Regions from separate parts of the Ovis aries genome. Here region 2 is linked to region 1. The links are chromatin contacts, called in public Hi-C maps. All regions are on one chromosome and are shown on one strand. The core of a region is the stretch at or near the end of the contact, and the rest is flanking DNA. Distances in the headings are between cores, read along the strand shown. Region 1 holds the start of DEF6 (DEF6 guanine nucleotide exchange factor). Region 2 holds the start of FANCE (FA complementation group E).

What was found. A called contact is a pair of places that touch in the nucleus more often than the background predicts.
Region 2: a contact with region 1 is called in a Hi-C map of muscle, with 2.9 times the contacts expected there. The contact joins the promoter of FANCE here to the promoter of DEF6 in region 1. A contact is called at or near these places in 6 of 16 Hi-C or Micro-C datasets (blood, muscle, skin fibroblasts and 1 more).

What each region holds. Positions count from the first base shown.
Region 1 is chr20:9,401,877-9,407,285 of ARS-UI_Ramb_v3.0, forward strand. It overlaps DEF6 (DEF6 guanine nucleotide exchange factor), which reads left to right and starts at 2,348. Exons shown (of 11, transcript XM_060403104.1): 1 at 2,348-2,483. The coding sequence starts at 2,388. It overlaps LOC132658237 (a long non-coding RNA gene), which reads right to left. Exons shown (of 2, transcript XR_009597554.1): 2 at 573-5,368. ZNF76 (zinc finger protein 76) reads left to right here. Exons shown (of 14, transcript XM_042237001.2): 14 at 1-683.
Region 2 is chr20:9,541,631-9,547,599 of ARS-UI_Ramb_v3.0, forward strand. FANCE (FA complementation group E) reads left to right here and starts at 2,510. Exons shown (of 10, transcript XM_027958484.3): 1 at 2,510-2,942; 2 at 4,182-4,809; 3 at 5,412-5,456; 4 at 5,752-5,820. The coding sequence starts at 2,692.

The DNA.
Region 1 (5,409 bases), core at 1,098-3,597:
TGGCTGACGTGCAGGTGGCCACAAAGGTCTCTGGGGCAAGAAGGCAGCAAGAAAACGGCTTGAAGGGCACAGGAGCCCTGCCCCCAAGGAGGGCCAGGCAGCTGGAGTCAGGGAGTGCATCATCCTCAGGAGCTAAGGAGGACGAGCTTGATCTGCAGGCTACACTGGGGTGTCCTCCCCCCAGAATCAGCTGAGCACCCTCTCTCCTCTCTGGAAAACAACCATCCTGCCCTCGGTCCATCCCCCTTCTCAGGTGGCGATTGGGGCTGCTCTTGGGACTGGTCCTCTACTTCCAACTGGTCATTGCCCACTCTGGGAGCAGTCAGACAGCTCTTGCGCCCAGTAGGGGCAGAGCGGGCCCAGCCCTGCCCCTCCCAGCAATAAACACCTCCCCGGAGGCCAGTCGAGGTGTCTGGCCCCTTGGCAGCAGGGACTTTCTGCCACCACCGTCAGAGTTGCTCAGGGGCCCATGGCTGGAGATAGGTGCCCAGCCCCACGCCCACCCTGGCTGCTCCCCAGCCTCTCTGCAGCTGTGGCAGAGAGGCCAGGAATGACCTTGTACATACTGGGGATTGGGTGTAATTTGTTTTATTTTTTTTAATTCCATTTTGATAATTTTTTTTCCTGCTCTGGATGGTGGTGGCAAATGGGTGAATGAGTATTTAATAAAAGTTCCAAGTTTCCACCTGGGTCTTTCCTCCCTCCTTTCAGCTTTGGGCCCTGGTGCCAGGGGCACAGACCTCACGCAGCCTCAGTGTCGGACTGTAGGGCCTGCCCTCCCAGGAGTGCCGGGGAAGGAAGCCCTAATGTGAGAAGCCCCAGGGAGTGGCCGGTGGCTTCCTGCCTGCAGCTGAGCAGGTGGGCTCCAGGCAGCCAAACAAGGCCAGTGTGACCGCTGCTTCCAGGCTCTGGTTGGATCTCAAGCCTCAAGATGAGTAGGGTGGAGGAACTCTGTTTTTTTCTACTTTGCCTTGTGATACGTCATCACAGCCCCTCCAGACCCAACCACTTCTCTACACATAGCACACAGTCCACTGCTCCAAGTGAGCAAAGCCCCACCGACTGGGGGTACCCTTGCCAAGGCACCCAAAATCTCTGATGGCTCTGCTGCCCTGGTGCTGAAGTGCCAGCTTCGATACCCAGCTCTGGGGGTACCCACCTAGGTGTCTGGGACCATGCTGTGGAAGTCCGAAGACACAGCTGGAGTCTCCTGAAAAGTATGCGGTAGGACCAGACCAGCCCTGGCGGGAACGGTGGAATGCAGGAAAGGCAGGTGATGGAGAGAACGCGTGGCTTTGACCCCTCCTGCTTGGGAGCATCACAGGCATTGCAGGTAGAGGTGTCTCTTTTCCTCTCCTCCACTGTCACGGATGTGCCCCCCTCTCCAACACAGGCATCCTAGGGGATGCCTAGCAAACTCTCCTTTGCACTTGCTCCTTGGAAGGACAGGTGCTGGGGCATGCCCCCGAGTAGGGGTGCTTCAGTTACCTTCAACATCCAAGGCCACTGTTGGTGGCAGGAGTATGCACCAGCCCTCACAGGTACTGAGTCTAAAGAAACAGAAGCACTGATGTGGAGGGTCCTGGGTCCCCACCCTCCTGCTCCCAGCGCCCTGGAAGCTGGGCCCCACCACGGGGCTCATCCCATGAGCTTCAGAGTCTCTGGGTCAGAGCCACTGGGCCTCAGAGGGGGCAGTCCTCTGGGTGCCTTGTTAAGAGCCAAGGCCAGGGGATAAGGAAGCGGCCAATCACATGCCAAGTCCTCCCAACCTAGAGAGGCACCCTGGCCCAGTTCCTCCTCCAAGTTCGTATTGGTGGTGGTGGGAAGGGCCCCGCCACCACAGTAGTGTTAGACGGCCTTAAAAGAAATGCTTTACCCAGAGCCTAACCCAGCTTTACACCCATCCTCGGACCTTTTTACAGTCTATGAGGTGAGCATTTCTCCTGCTTTACCAATGAGAAGCTGCTTGAAGAGGTTACGTTGTTCATCCAGAGCCTCCCACCTGGTAAGTGTGGGATCGGTACAGGACCTGCCCCTTGCTGTCTGACTCCAAAGTCAGGACGGGCTCGCTTTTCCTTCAGCAAGCTGCCTCTGGGGGCCCAGGAGGCTCGGGGGCTGAGGAGGCTCCCAAAGGGCCTCAGGCCCAGGGAACTAGGTTGAACAGAGCTGGGGCCATAGCTTCCCAGGGCTTGGTCCCCAGTCCCAAGCAGGGAGCGGGGCCACTGAGCAACAGGCTGGGTCCTGCCAGCGCGGGAGCCCACGAGAGCAGGCAGGTGGAGCTCTTGGTCCGTGCCGCGGGCCCTGCTGCGGTCTCTGCTGCCGTTTGCATTTCCTGAAACCGGATCTTGGTGTCAGAGCCGCCCCTGGGCCGGGCGGGCGCCTCAGCCATGGCCCTGCGCAAGGAGCTGCTTAAGTCCATCTGGTACGCGTTCACCGCGCTGGACGTGGAGAAGAGCGGCAAGGTCTCCAAGTCCCAGCTCAAGGTGAGGGGCACCTGGGGCACAGGGGAGGCTGGCAGATGCGCCTCAGCAGCCCCTGCTTCCTGGGAGCTAGGCATGAACCCTGTGCTCCTCCAGGGGCACCGCAGCTAGCCAGGGGCCCCGGAAGGGTGGGGGGCCGGTGCTGGGTAACTGGGGTGACGTGACCCGGTAGAGGCTGCTGCCCACCATCCAGCCCCAGTGAGGTGTGTGCAGGGCCATGGTCCAGAGCCCCGACCCAAATTCTCAGGAGAGCAGAGGCGGCATCATGGGGTTCTGAGGGCCATGAGCCAAGCTACATCCCAGATTCCATGTGATGAGCACACGTCTCCCCGGAGTCAAGCTTGGGCATGCACCTTACTCCCTCCTGCTGCTTCCTCCTGGCTTTGAAGAGACAGTTGGCTAGTACTTGTCAGTCACTTCCTCCCGGAGCTGAGAGAGAGGGTTTAAGAACCTCTCGTGGCCCCAAGGGCTCAGTCGCCCTTGGCAGGAGAGCATCTACTCTGTACCCTGCCTCCTAGGCGGGACAGAACTGGGAAGGGGCAAGGACTGAAGACCCCAACATACTGCCATTCACCAACCCCCTCACGCCCACCAGGTTGGGAAACTTACCTTAGGCCTTGAGACTTCTAGCAGGGAAGGGGTAGAATCTGAGTCCAGGAAGAGCCCCATCAGTGATTGCCCTGAAGTTCATTGCTTGGTCCTAGATAATTCCTGGGAGACCAAAAAGCTTCTGTCCTGCACTCCTGGGTTAGTGCTGCCTTCACCCTCGTCAGTGGGCAAGAAGCAAGGCCCCAGGCCACTGGAGCCGGGGAACACGGGGACAGGATGAGGGAAGCCTCAGCCCTCTGGGGTCTGCCTTAGGGGCTCATTCATTCACTCGACAAATATTACTGAGCACCAGGTATGCGCCTGGCATGAGGCTAGGCCACAGACTCTTGTATCTTCTCCTGCCGCCCTCCCCTCCCCCGGCAAAGGAGGAGTATAGTCTCAAGGAAACCTCCATTCTAAATGACTGAGCAGGTGCCTGGAAACCTGAGAAATGAATGGGACAGGATAGGCATTGTTTCCCCTCCCTCTACTTTGCTGAACTTGGACATGATGAACTTGGATATCCCAAACTGGTCCTATCCCATAATCGGCCCCTTAGCCAGACTTGTCAGCATCTAGTAAACGATTCTTGGCTCTCCCAGGAAGGAGAGTCCACGACCACCTTTGATCATCTGAGAGAATCTCCCAAGAGGCAGATTCTTCCTCACATTCTACTTAAATCCTCTTATTGCAGGTTATGTAGTCTAGTGAGCGCTGCAGGGCAGACAGAGGAAAAGCAGATCATCCAAAACCCATCCTTGCAGAAACTCCATGTCCTATATCCGCCTCCCATGTTGCCCCTTTAATATCTTCCAGGAACAATCCCAGCCTCCATAGTTTGTTGTCTCCATTTTCCACCACTCCGTTAGCTGTGGTCCCTGTGACACCTCCAGGGTCTCTCTTTCCCTCACAAATGGAAGGTACTGCATTTAGATTTCCTGAGCCCACCAGCCAGTAAGCCTCTTAGTTGGAGCGTCTGTCTTGGCCTCTACCTGGGCAGATGCCTGTTCCCCCACCCCCACCCATTGAGTATTTACAAGGAAGACTGCATGGGGAGGATGCATAGTCGAACCATCCATCCACTGTCTTTGTACCACATCACAGCTCACAATGAGCCCACTGCCAGCAGCTTCTGCGGTCACACAGGATTAGTGGTAGATTTCAACCCATCAACAGAAAACGTGTCTATTCTGGGAACTCAAGTAGCAGTGGGAGTCTCAGGCCCGGCGGCAGGTGGACCAGCAACCGCAGGGCCCCTGTCATAGGAGAGAAAGATGAGGAAGGCAGTTCTCCCACCAGCCCATGATACTAGAGCCTGGGATGGGAGGAAGTAGTGATAGTTCTGGGGGTGGGGATGCCGGAAAGGCAGAAGAGCAATAGAGAAGTGGTCAGAAGGCAGAGGAAGAAGCAGATGAGAGATAGAGATGAGCAGGGCACACTCCCTCCCCGGAAAGACTGGGTAAGAAGGGAAAAGACCTTGGGGTCAGGCTGTACTCATCAAAACTGTCCCTGGCCTTGGCATCCTCTTTTGGGAAGAGGCCAGGGGACCTGCACAAGCCCAGAGCAAGCTGGGACAGTCACCCACTTCTCTCCAACATGTTGGCAGAAAGGCTGCCACCAGCCGTCCTGGGCAGAGCCCAGATGGGGCCAGGAGGAGGAGGAAGAACAGCAAATCCTCTGAGAAGTACCCCCAAGGAGTCAGGATTGTCTTCGCTGAGGGGTCTGAGACTAGGTGTATGGTTAGAGCGGCGTGTGTCAATGAGGATCTTAGGAGGCCTACCACTTCCCCTTGACCAGCAGGAGCAGAGGCAAGGCAGGGAGGGTGAACTGGGGCCTTTCCTCCTTGAGTCTGTGGGGTCCCAGAATCCTGAGCCTCTAGTTGGCACTCAGGGCAGTCCTGGGGCCCAGGGAGGGAGTCGTGCCCACTGACAGCCTCTGAGTTTTGGGCTCTACCTCCTCTGGAGAGGGACAACAGCCTTTCCCTAGGTGCTGCTGCTGCTTTAGACGTGTCCAACTCAGTGCGACCCTAGGAACTGCAGCCTGCCAGGCTCCTCTGTCCACAGGATTCTAAAGGCAATATTACTGGAGTGGGTTGCCATTGCCTTCTCCAGGGGACCTTCCTGACCCAGGGATCAAACCCAGGTATCCTGCATTGCAGGCAAGATTCTCTACTGCTGAGCCCACCAGGGATGTCCTCCTCTAGGTGAAGGGAAGTTAATAACAACTCCAGTTCAGGAATCTGATGACAGGTCTTCAGCTTTGCCCGGACCTCTGCCTGCTGTGGTCGTGGTCTTCTCAGTCTAGAGTGTGAAGGAGGGAAGGATGATTCAGTGATACAGAG
Region 2 (5,969 bases), core at 1,260-3,759, 140 kb after region 1:
TACTTTTGTGCTATGGACAACCTCCCCAACCTATGTGTCGGCCTTGATTCTCTGGTACCAGGCACAACTAGAACTGAAGCTGATGGGTTTTCTCTTATTTCCTTTTCTACTCCCAGATGGTGGGCAGACCAGTGTTCCTAGGGGGCACTGAGCCAGAAGAGGAAGTGCTCTTCATGGACTGTGCCCTGGGCATGACTTTCTGGGGTTCAGAACTCCTCCTGGACCCCAGTAGTTCTTACCACTGCCTGCCATAACCATGATCAACGTGTGGGGGATGGGGCTGAGGGCAGGGGTTGCCAGGTGGTAGTATTTGCCCTTTGGGGGCTTGGTAAGGGACGAAAGTAGCAAGCCCTCTACCCTCATGGACTGCAGCAGTGCCACAGCTGTGGGACGTAGTGAGGGGGTAGGGTTCTCAATGTCTCGGCAGGGACTTGGTTTTTAACTTTGTTCTTTTGTAAAAGGATTCTGAAGGAAACCAATAAAATGTACCTAAAGCATCACTGCTGGTGTCTGAAGAGTCTGCTTATACCCCAGGCGTGCCCCCATCCCAACCAAGGGGTTGCTTCTGCACTTAACCTGTTGTAGTATCACTTGTGACTTGGCTTTTGGAAAACTTCACTTTATACCCATAAGAGAATGAGACAAGAAAGGGCAAATAACAACATAAGTACTACAAAGAAGAGTGATGTCAGGGATCCCCTGAAAGGATCTTGAGTATTCCTTCAGGGATCTTGAACCACACTTTTAGAAAACACTTTTTAAGAACTTTTCTCCTTCATCTCCTTCCCATTGGCAGAATGCAGACCTTGAAGGGCATGAGCTAGAGCCACTACAAAGGAAAGCTTTGTTTGTTGAGGGTGGGCAAGGCGTTGAAGGTTGTTTAGCATTCTTGGCCCTGCCCACTACTTATCTGGGCCTCCCTAACTCCTTGCCCCCAACATCATTAGAAGACCATAAACATCTCCCATGAAGTTAGAACTGATAGCCTGAAAGAGAGGGTCCTGGAAATTTCTTTCCTACTATTTTGGGCTTTGCAAAGCAAGCACTATCTAAGAAATCCTCCTTACTCCTCTCCACAATGTTGTTCAGTTGCTTCAGTCGTGTCCAACTCTTTGTGATCCCATGCATTGTAGCTCTCCAGGCTCCTCTGTCTATGGGATTTCCCAGGCACGAATACTGGAGTGGGTTGCCATTTCCTCCTCCAGTGGATATTCCCGACGCTTGGCAGGTGGATTCTTTACCACTGAGTCACCTGGGAACTCCAGTCCTATCCAATAGCTCCCTTGAAATCATTTTGGAAAAAATTATAAAACTGACTCTAATGGAAATCAGATCCAGCTCAAAATATGCCTATGGCTTCCCATACTATTCAGAGTAAAAGACAAGTTTCCCTCTGGGACCTCATGGCCTCACAAAATCTGGTCTGGTTATCTTTCCAATCTCATCTGTTTTTCTCCAGCAGGGGCACTCAGCTCCAGCCAGGCTTCTGCTCAAAGCCTAACCATAACCTTCTTCCCAGAATGGTCTCCTCATAGACCTCTACCTGGCTTACTTGCTTATCTCCTTTAGGTTCAGCTTGCCTGACCACCTATTTAAAACTACCTCACTCTATCTCTGTTCCCTCCTATCACAAACAGTCATTCTATTGTTTACTTATTCAGTTGTCTGTTTCCTCCCTAGAGCATCAGCAACAATAAGGGCAAGGATCTTTATTTTGTTCCCTGTATCCTTAGCCCTAGGTGATCAGTAGAAGGCTTATTGATCCAATGGATGTATGCATGGCAGCAGCTGGGAAGACAGAAATACAAGCTGGGACCTGAAGGAGGCTTTATGGGGGTCCTGTGGGGTCTTCTCCCCTCTGCCTTTATTTCCATCCTCTGCTTTGATCCCTCCCTTCGCGGGAAGATTTGGTTCCTCCAGATTTCCCTAAGCTGAAACACTGGGAAATGGAGGCTCTCTTGATCCTTTATAAACAACCAGAGCAAGGCCACTTCTTGATTTGAGAGGAAGATTACAGTAGCAAGGTTCTTTGCTATAATAGATAACATTAGATTTTACTGAAACTCCCATTCTCTGGTGTACTTATACATCAAATATTTCTGGAGATGGCTGAAACTTAAATGATGGCAGCTGATGGCCTGTGGAAGAGGTGACCTTACGGTGTTTTATGATCAAATCCTATGCCAAAGCCCAAGATCTACAAGCAACATAGGCGTCGGTTTAAATTAAATAGGCTTGGGTCCAGAAGTATTGAATACAAGCAACCCTGATATCCGTTCTGTACCTCCGCCCTCATCGCTTACCTGAAGGAAGGTAAGGACCCGCTCCTCCATCAAGCCCTGTCCCACCCAATCTCTTGCATGACCCCGCCCACAAGCCTATTTCTTTGTAGCCCCGCCCCATCAGCAGACCGGCAGTCGGCCTTTGCCCCCTCCCCTGCTCCGTTCCTGCTTCCGGCCCGGCGTATCCCGGTCCCGCCCCTTCCGGCTTTCCGCCGCGCCCCGCCCCTAGCCGCACCTGCAGCTTCTTTCCTTTGCCGACCGCTCGAGTCCCGCGCCCTGGCTGGGCGTCTCCCTGTGCTGAGGATGGAACTTGGCTGGAGCGGCGCTGTCCTCAGCCTCCCTTTCCCCAGGCCCCGGAGCTGAGGCCCGAAGCCGGAGCGCGGGGCGGCGCGACTCCCCGATCCCGGGCATGGAGGCCTTGGAGGCTGAGTCCGCTCGGGTTGAGGACGCAGAGACGGCGGCGCCCTGGGCTCGGCTGGAGGCCCCCGGCCGCCTCCTGCTGCAGGCGCTGCAGGCCGGGCCCGACGGGGCGCGGCGCGGTCTGGGGGTGCTGCGGACACTGAGCGGCCGCGGCGGGGAGCCCTTTGCCTGGGACGGCGTCCTCGAGGCGCTGTGCCGGGAGGAGCCCGTCGTGGAGGGCCCGGACTGTCGCCTGGAGCTGTAAGTCGTCCGCCCGCGTTCCTCCGGCCCTGTTGGTGCCCTCATCCTCTAGGGTCGTGTGAAGCAGGAGCTGGCGCTACCCGCTGCTCTAGATGTGTTTTTAACCCCCACACACAAATAAATAAAAGGTTTCTTTCCTGCCTCACATAGCCCAAGTGTCTGTGTGTGAAGAGGTGCGGAAGCGTGAAGGGTGGTTACCCTGTGAGTTGCAGGGACTGCCGAGGGGAGCACAGGGCTGCAGACTAAGCGTTACTCGGCGTTCTGGAGTATCATTTTTACATAAAATTTCAGAAAGGACTTTTTTTTTCTTGTTTACATAAAACAGGTATGGATCTATTACAGGGTTCAGTTCAGTCACAGTTGGTCCAACTTTTTGCGACCCCATGGTCTGTATCATGCCAGGCCTCCCTGTCCATCACCAACTCCCGGAGTTTACTCAAACTCATGTCCATTGAGTTGGTGATGCCATCCAACCATCTCATCCTCTGTCGTCCCCTTCTCCTCCTGCCCTCAATCCCTCCCAGCATCAGTCTTTTCAAATGAGTCAGCTCTTCACATCAGGTGGCCAAAGTATTGGAGTTTCAGCTTCAGCATCAGTCCTTCCAATGAATATTCAGGACTGATTTCCTTTAGGATTGACTGGTTGGATCTACCTGTAGTCCAAGGAACTCTCAAGAGTCTTCTCCAACACCACAGTTGAAAAGCATCAAATCTTCTGCCCTCAGCTTTCTTTATAGTCCAGCTCTCACATCCATGTATGACTACTAGAAAAACCATAGCTTTGACTAGACAGACTTTTGTTGGCAAAGTAATATCTCTGCTTTTTAATATGCTGTCTAGGTTGGTCATAGCTTTTCTTCCAAGGAGCAAGCATCTTAATTTCATGGCTGCAATCACCATCTGCAGTGATTTTGGAGCCCAAGAAAATAAAGTCTGTCACTGTTTCCATTGTTTCCCCATTTATTTGCCATGAAGTGATGGATTACAGGGTAGGTTCCAATTTTTGAGCTGAAATAGGAGATGTCAAAGAGCAGGGCCTAGTGTAGTGTAGAATAGATGCTCGCTTGTTGAGTGATTTCCATGTTGTCTCCACTTTCATCCACACTGACCCTCAGGTGCTGCCTTCCAGCGCTCCCCACCAACTTCTGTCCAGCGCCATGTAGCCTCTAACTCTAGCTAGCCTGCTCTGTGCTCCTTTCAGCGAGATGCTCCTAACGGTACCCTCCCTCTGCCACCTAGGAAACCACTGCTGCTGCGATTGCCCCCGTTATGCCGGACAAACCTGATGTCCCTGCTCGTGGCTGTTTGGCCATCGCTGCCCAAAAGCAGGCTCCTCCCTGTGCTGCAGATTGCGAGGCAGGATCCAAGCCCTGACCTTGATCCCTGGCTCCGGGCCCTTGGAGAATTTCTGCAAAGGGATCTGAGTGCTGGTGTTTCCACTGATGGAGCATCCCCACTGTCTGAAAGGTGCCAGAGACAGCTTCAAGGCCTGTGTAGGCGGCTGGGCCAAGGGGGCAGGAAGTTGAAGTTGCCCCCAGTTCCAGATTCTGAAGGAGAAGGGCAGGAGGAGAACAAGGACTCCCAGCAGCCTGGGAAACGCAGGAAGGAGCCAGAGGAAGAGCCTGTCAGTCCTGAGGGGGAGAGGGCCCCCAAAAGGCTCCGGTGTTTGGAAAAGGAAGAAGAGGAAGAAGAAGGTCACGAGGGGAAGAGACCTGAACACGAATCTTCGGAATCCCTGGCTGATGGAGGAGGTGCATCATCCATTACAAACCAGCCTATCATGGGACCTGAGCCCAGTGAGGCTGGTCAGAGTCTAAAGGATGCTAAGGGCCTACCTGAGAGTTTGGAGTTGCCCAAAGTTATCCAGGTACTAGGGTGAGGCTGCTGCTTTAGAGTGATCTTTTGGAGTGGAGGGTTCATACAGGGCAAAAGCTGGTTGGGACACTGTCCCCTTTGGAATGACTGTAGTCTGTGGAGCAAGGGGAAGGAGGAGGGGTGAGGGAATGTAGTTTCTGCTCCACAAGCTTCTGAGAAGAGGGTAGGGAAGGGAGGGACTGGAGGTGGGAACCCTTGACCTAATGATCAGTATTGTGAGGTCAGGGGTACCGGGGAAGAGGAAAGGCTCTGGAGCTACCCCTGACGCCCCATCTTATGGGAAATGGGGGAGTCATCCCAGCATCCAGCTTGACCTCCCAGCCCAGGGCCTGGTCTAGCCCCATCAGGATGGATGCAAAGAAGACAAGTTTGTTCAGCTGGATTTACATGGGCCCTTGTCTAGTTTGAGTTCTGAAGCACTTTGTAAAGTTTAGGCTTCATGTTCTGGCTCTCTTGAGTCATCTTTGCCCACTAGCTCCCACTGAGCCGGTGCCTTCTCTCAGAGGGGGCTGGGTCCCAGCTGGGGCCATGGCCATGACCGGGGGCCGTGCTGCATGGGTGGGGGCTTGGCAGTGACCGGGCTCTCCTCTGCAGGACCAGGTTCCCAGGCTGCAGCAGCTGCTCAAGACCCTCGGAAAGGTGACTTGCCCTACCCTGCTCCCCACAGCCCTTCTTCCACCCTTTCCTGGACCCCAGGGGCGCCCAGGGAAGCCCCACTGCAGCAAGGCACAGCTGTTCGGTGGGGGTGGGGGGTGGGAAGTGAAGGTCTCACCATCCATGTGAAGGCTTTTCTTGGCCCACATATGTTGTTCTAACCCCTGGCAAGTGGTTCTTCTCCTCCAGTAGCACCTTCTGGGGTCCTCACCCACCCACTCTGCCAGTTGACTTGTCACTGAGGGCTCTGCCAGCCCTAACATGGCATTCGCCCTCTCAGGGGTTGGAAGGACTGGAGGGCACCCCACCGGTTGAGCTGCAGCTTCTCCAAGAGTGCAGTCCTGGCCAGGTGAGTCCAGAAAGCCTGGCTGGCCCCAAGGACACGGTCCCTGTCTCCACTTAAATTTCTGTTCCCCTGCCTCGTGTGGGAATTTGGGGAGGGAATTTGGTTGGGTTTTTGTTCTCAGGGGCAAGGGTCACCTGCAGTGGTTTCTTTTA